Linked DNA regions of Sus scrofa: region 2 is linked to region 1. A link is a contact called in public HiChIP or PLAC-seq data. All regions are on one chromosome and are shown on one strand. Each heading gives the region's core, a stretch centred on a gene start, on an enhancer-like site or on the middle of the called end of the contact. The rest is flanking DNA. Distances are from core to core; before and after follow the strand shown.

What was found. HiChIP or PLAC-seq counts read pairs in DNA pulled down with a chosen protein or histone mark.
Region 2: an H3K27ac HiChIP or PLAC-seq map of alveolar macrophages shows a contact between it and region 1. The contact joins the promoter of HCK here to the promoter of FOXS1 in region 1. A contact is called at or near these places in 2 of 5 promoter capture datasets (fetal skeletal muscle and liver) and 1 of 2 datasets of contacts at active chromatin or transcription factors (alveolar macrophages).

The regions. Positions count from the first base shown.
Region 1 is chr17:35,536,254-35,539,542 of Sscrofa11.1, reverse strand. FOXS1 (forkhead box protein S1) reads left to right here and starts at 1,925. Exons shown (of 9, transcript XM_021077448.1): 1 at 1,925-2,382.
Region 2 is chr17:35,706,863-35,710,245 of Sscrofa11.1, reverse strand. HCK (tyrosine-protein kinase HCK) reads right to left here and starts at 1,697. Exons shown (of 13, transcript XM_021078145.1): 1 at 1,602-1,697.

The sequences.
Region 1 (3,289 bases), core at 676-3,175:
AGCGTTGGGGGTGTGGGAGGATGGATGAAGTTACCGTCACCTGCTGCCCAAGCTCCTACTCTGCACTCATGGAATACAGGTTCATTGAGTACCTACTGTGTGTCAAGCATTGTGCTGGGCACCGAAGACACAGCAGTGAGCAAATCTCTGCCCTCACGTTGCCACTGTTCTGGTGGGAAAGACACTGGAAAGACAGATAAAATATATATATTTTATCACACACACACACACACACACACGTATAGTGGTCGTGGAGGGTGAACCATTGTGCTATGGGGGGGGGAAAGCATTCCAGGCAGAGGGAACAGTAGGTGAAGAGGCCCTGAGGTAGGACGGTTTGTAACAAGCAAGGTGGCAGGACTCAGCAAGACAGCAGGGTGCCTGCGGTCCTCCTGGCTGGTCAGTGGTACCACCATGCACCAGGTTTAAAACATCTTTCTGTTTCTGCTGGTGTCGCTCCCTGTTTGAAAACCCCCATCCCTATCATCCATAGAACAAAGGAAAACACGTTGATCTGATGTTCCAGGTACTTCGTGGTGCTCCCCCACTTCCATCTTTGCTTTCACAACACTCTGACTCAACAACAGCCATAATAATACTACTCATTTATTGAGCACCCACGATGGGCCAAGCAAAGTGCTAGGCATTTTCCCTGCATCTCATTGAACCCTCAAGCCACCCTATGAAGTAGGCGTTGCTGTTTAACAGAGGGAGAAACTGAGGTCGGTGCCCCAGGTGGTCAGCCAGCAAGTGATGGGGCTGGGATTTGCATCTAGGCAGCCTGGCTGTGGACCCATCCTCCTCATAACTATGACGCTGCTCCGCAAAAAAAATGAAGAGATTGCCTGACACAGTCAAGCCCCCTGCTTAGATGTAATTCTTATTCTTGCATTGAATCGTATGAGATCCTTTGTGCCCCACTGGAGCCCTACGGTTCTTTGTTTGAATCCTGGCGTGACTGCAGAAGTGTCAGAACTGGGTGGCTGCTGCCACATGAGGACAGAGAGTGGGGAGCATGAAGTCCCCTGACAAGTACACATGAGGGACGGTGCTCTCAGCCTCTGGTCAAGGTCGCCGGCCTCCAGCTCTGTGCTTGCTGCAGTGAGCGGTGGTTTCTCTCAGAGCTTCGGTTTCCCCAGGTACACAGCAGGGGGTGGGGGCATCGGAGTCACCTGACCTCTTTCATATCACGACCTCCCTCTGACAATTTAATGAATGATATAAACCCCAGAAAAATGCATAGGGATGAAAAAATTGCATCCACTTTTGGGAGAGGGGGGTCACAGACCTCAGGAGGAACCCATGAACTCCAGGTGCAGCTGTTGGGAGGCAGTGAGGAGGGGAGGCACTGTGTGGGCTCCTGGGCTCTGGGAACAGAGTCACAGGTTCAGATCCTGGCTACCCCCTGCACTAGCTCTGTGACCTCAGTCTTCTCCACAATGAAATAATTATACTCATCTCACATGCTCTTGTGAGAACCAATTGAGACACCACAGGAGAGGCCCAGCACCCTGGCGAGTGGTCAGGAAAAGGGGACCCCCAATATTTAAAGAGATATTTCTCCAGGTGTGACCCAGGGGCCACCTGGATCAGAATCCCATCGGGGAACTTGTTAAAAATGCACGTTCCTGGGCTACTTGCACAGAAAATCTGATTCTGCAGGTCTGGGATGGAGTGTGCATTTTAAACCAGTCTCTGCCTCCCAGTTATGCTGGGAGTTAGCTTGAGAAGCACTGTGCCTTTGCAACCTGCACGGTCCAGATCCTGGAAAGAGTCTGACTTTCTGAGAGGTTGGAAAGAGCAGAAAACAGGTGCAGGGGTGGCGCCAGGGATGCCTTTGGGTGCCGGTCGTCGCCCCTCCCACTCCGGGACGGGCAGAACCTTGGCTACCCCATCCCGAGCCACGCAGTGGATCTTGGCGTCCCATGGGGCCGCTAGCTGTCCCCTACGCTAGGTCCGACTCCCTCCAGGCCGGGCGACACGGGGAGGGGCAAAAGAGCCTCGGGGGAGTAGAAAGGAAAGCGAAACTGCCCGCGAGACTTTCGCTTTCGCCGCCTCCGGGCGCCATCCAGGTGGCCCGGCACTCCCCGGTCGCGCTGGAGTGCAGCCGCTGCGCGCCCCTGAACCGACCCCTGGCGCACCGCGTCCCCAGTGGCCGGCGACCTCTGGCGGAGGGACGAAGGGACGGTCCCAGACAGCAGGCCACCCATGGCGGGGGCCGGGGGTCCCCTGCGCCTTCGCGATTGGCTGGTGGCACAGATCGAGAGTGGGCGCTACCCAGGGCTGCGCTGGGAGGACGCGGGCAAGACCCTCTTCCGCATCCCCTGGAAGCACGCAGCCAAGTAGGGCTACCAGGCGCAGCAGGACGCCGCGCTCTTCAGGGTAAGCGGGCGGCAGCGCGGCCCGGGAGGGCTCTGCAAGTGCGTGGTCGCAGCGCCGGGACGGACCGTGCGCTGGTCACCTGGGACCACTCGCGCAGCCTTTAAGCTCAGTTGTCTCTAGGTTGAGAGTGGCATTCTCTCTCGGGATGGGAGACCCTCCCACAGCTTCTTAAAACAGAATCTGCCCAGGGCTGCAAGTCCTGAACCTTCCCCACCCCTCAGGGGACTTCTCCTCCCTCCCCACCGGGAAATGAGACGCCGCTGATGGGAATTCCCTCCGCTTCCAACCCCCAAACGGCCAACCCCAGAGGCTTGGGGACATTTTCTGTGCTTCCCCAGCACCAGCCCATCTCATTCTCTAGGGATGACCTCCCTTTCCTCAGTCACCGCTAACTTCCTCCAAACTGGCTCTTTCCCATGCAGATTTTAAATTCTGGAATCTCCCCCAAGCCCAATTAGTAACCACCCCGCATACCAGGCCACCCGCTACCATCCCAAACAACCAGAGCCACCTCCTGCTCCTGCTTCTCTGGCCTCCCCTCCCCTTTCACAGGGTAGAGCACCCAGAAAGGGTCTTGTGATCATCAGCTACCTCGCTCCCTCACTCATAGCGCCCCAGTTCCTCCGACCTCTGCAGTCTGGTTTCTCTCCCTCCTCCTAATGTCTCTAATTGCCAAATCCAGGGGTGCTATCACAGTCATATTCTTGGACCTCCGGGTGGGCCTCAGTGGGATAGACCCTCCCTTCTCCTTGAAACACTAATAACTTGATTTCCAGAATCTCAGGGTCCCCACGCCGCCCCACTCCTGACCTATTTTCCCCCTACCTTCCTGGCGCCTGCTTCTCAGCTTCCATCTCCGCCCTCCTCTTTTGGGGCTCTCAGCATTCCCTCCGGGACCTCCTTCCTC
Region 2 (3,383 bases), core at 448-2,947, 170 kb before region 1:
CCGTGACTGTGACCATCATCCACCCCAACCAGGAATCGTAAGGGTCTTCCCCTCCCCGGGCTCTGTGAAGACTTTTTTTTTTTTTTTTTTTTTTTTTTCCTTTTGCAGAAAGGGAAGCTGGACCGCCCAGAGAAGTGGCGGCTCAGGCTTAAAGTCACTCTCGAGCCTTCCCAGGTTCTCAGCCAGGCAGTTCTGCTATTTATCTGGGCATCCTCCCGGAGGGTTCGGTCCCCCCATCCGGCCACCTGTCATCCGCTTCCCCGACGGTCCCTTCCAGCTGCAGCCCAACCTTCCCCGCTCTCCACCCTGGGCTCCCTCCGCAGCCCGAAGACCGTCAGGCCAAGGTGACGAGCTGATGTCGCCCGATCCTGGGTCCGAGAAACTCACCTGGGCGCCCGTTCCTCCTCCGGTGGGCAGCCCGGGTCCTCGCAACTGGAGCGACCCCCCAGCTCGGCAGATCCCGGGGTGCCCGGGCGCCGGTGCCGCAGGGAAGAGAGAGTGACTTTGGAGAAGAGGCTGGGGCTGCGCTCCGAGGTGTTTCGGTGCGTTGTTTTTTGGGGGCCCCTCTTGGCTGAGCTGTCTGCGTCCCTCCCAATCGCCCAGAGTTGCGCCCGGGCTAGGACCTGGGACGCCTTGGCGCCCACAGACCATCTGGGCGCTTTAGCCGCGCCCGGAGTGGTGCTAACCCCGCCCCCGAGTATCCTAAACCCGCCCCCGAAGATTCTAACCCGACCCGGGTTATTCTAATCTCCGTCCCCACCTCCCCAAAATCCTAATCCCACCAAGTAGGAAATTATTTTTAAACCCCGCCCATCCAAAACTTCTAACCCTGTCCCCAAGAATCCTAACCTCCTTCCAGAAGGATAACCCCGCCTCCAAGAATTTTAACCGGTCTCTCAAAGGTCATAACCCCCAGATAACCTAATGCCTTCTCTAATGTATTCGAATTCCATCTCCCAAAGCCCTAACCCCGTCCCAAAGGATTCTAAACCCCGCCCTCCCCAGAACCCCAACACCCCATCTCCTCCCAAGGTCTTAATTCTGCCCTGAAGGATTTTGATTCTCACAGCGGAAGGAATTTTAACCTCGCCTACGGGAGGTTTCTAGTTCTGCCCCCAGGATTTTAATCCCGGCCAACCAAAGGCTTCTAAAAAAGATTCTAACCCAGGCCTCAAGATTTATGACCCTAATCCTAAAGATTCTAATCTCTCTCTTAGGTGATCCTAACCTGTTCCCACAGGATTTTTTTTTTTTTTTTTTCTTTTTAGGGCCGCACCCCGCGGCACATGGAAGTTCCCAGGCTAGGGGTCAAATCGGAGCTACAGCTGTCGACCTACGCCACAGCCAAAGCAACTCGGGATCCGAGCCTCGTCTGCGACCTATACCACAGCTGACCGTAATGCTGGATCCTTAATCCACAGAGCGAGGCCAGAGATCGAACCCCTATCGTCATGATACTAATCGGTTCTTAACCCGCTGGGCTACATCAGGAACTCCCTCACAGGATTTTAATACCCTTTAAACGCCCGACCCCCCCCTTCCAGATTCTCATCGACCCATTCAAAGATTCCATTCCTGACCTCCAGGATTTCTGATCCCACCTATTAAAGGATTCTAAACCGATTCCGGAGGATCTTCACCCCACTGTCGTCATTCGTACAGGATTCTAAATCCACTCCCCCTCCTCCAAGCATTTCGACCTGTTTCCCCACCATTCCAAACCCCTCCTTCTAGCCCAGGCCCCTCCCCCAGGCCGGGTCCTAAGCCTTCCCATCCCTTCTGTGGTCTGCGGTTTCCGCTCTGCAGGCCCCTCGCTATTCAAATCCATGCAAAGTGCCCTGCCCGCAGGAACCAGCCTAGCTCACTCCTTGTCGGTTTCCGGGTAGCTCAGAGGAGTTCCAAAACTGAGTGACGGCAAGTGGAGGCCGCACATGAAAGAGATGTGCCCAGCGCCAGGCAAGGGCACAGCATATCTCCACCTGGAAAGAGAAGGATTCTCACCCAAAATTCTGCTGAACACACCTCCAGAATCCTACTGCGTCTCTGTAGTCCCACTGCTCCTAGCCAGTTCAGGCCACCTTCATCTCTCATTCATTCATTCAGCAATACTGTGCTGGGCTCTGGGCTACACAGGGCTTCTCAACCATGGCACTGGTGACCTTTAGGTCCTGAAATTCTTTGTCTTGGGGGCTGTCCTGTGCATAGTAGGATATTGAAAAGAATTCCTGAATTTCATCCACTAGATGTTAGTAGCAAACCCTCTTCCCCATTCGTGACAGCTAAAAATGTATCCAGACATAACCAAATATCTGAGGAGGGGTGGGAAGGGAGAACAGAAACTTGAATGAGAAAGATAATAACCCTGTTCTTATGTGTTTGGTGTGTGTACCTAAATACATGCCTGCACTTTTAAAAAGCAGATAATGTTTTGATTGTGTGCTTGATTTACTTGGGTGGTAGGTATTCAGTTTTGCCTTTTTTCCCCACTCTATCACTCGATACTGTTACTATCTAGCTATGCTGCCAAAGGTAGTTGTCTACATCCTCCATAGTCTATGTATCCATTCCCCTAGTCATGGATGCCCAGACGGCACACTACTTCACAGTACCATAAACACAGCTGCAATGGACCGCCTCATACGTGTCTCCTTATGAACCCATGTGAGAATTTCATAAAGAATTGCTTGACCAAGAATGCTTACGTAATGGCTGCTGCCTGGATTCCTCTCCCACCACTTCCCCATATCTTTTTTTTTTTTTCCCCTGCTTTTTAGGGCTGCACCCACCACATATGGTGGTTCCCAGGCTAGGTGTCCAATCAGAGCTGCAGCTGCCAGCCTACGCCACAGCCACAGCAACTCAGAATCTGAGTCGCTGTCTGGGATCTACACCACAGTTTATGGCAACGCCGGATCTTTATCCCACTGAGCAAGGCCAGGGATGGAACCTGCGTCCTCATGGATACTAGTCAGATTGTTTCCACTGAGCCACAGTGGTCACTTCCCCATATCTTGATTGACCCTTGACACCATCTACTGGTCTTAATTTGAATTCCCAAGAAGCAGACCTTAGACATGGATTCAAGTGAATGTTGATTATTTGGAAGATACAAAAATCACTAGTAAGGACGTAAATGATTGAGACAGGGCAAGAGAAGGAAGCCAGTTAAGAGAGTATCATCAAGCTCCAACCGTGGGCTCCTAGAGCTCAATCCCATTGGGGAGCAAACACTGCAGACAGTGTGCTATGCCCACTTCAGAGTTTTCCCACCCGAGACATGAGGGAGGTGGGGCATTTATATACCAACTCCTGGCAGACATTGGATGAGGGTGCTCCTCCCAGTGGGGGAGGGTATTAATACTCCAGCATTTCTGGCTTGCCCC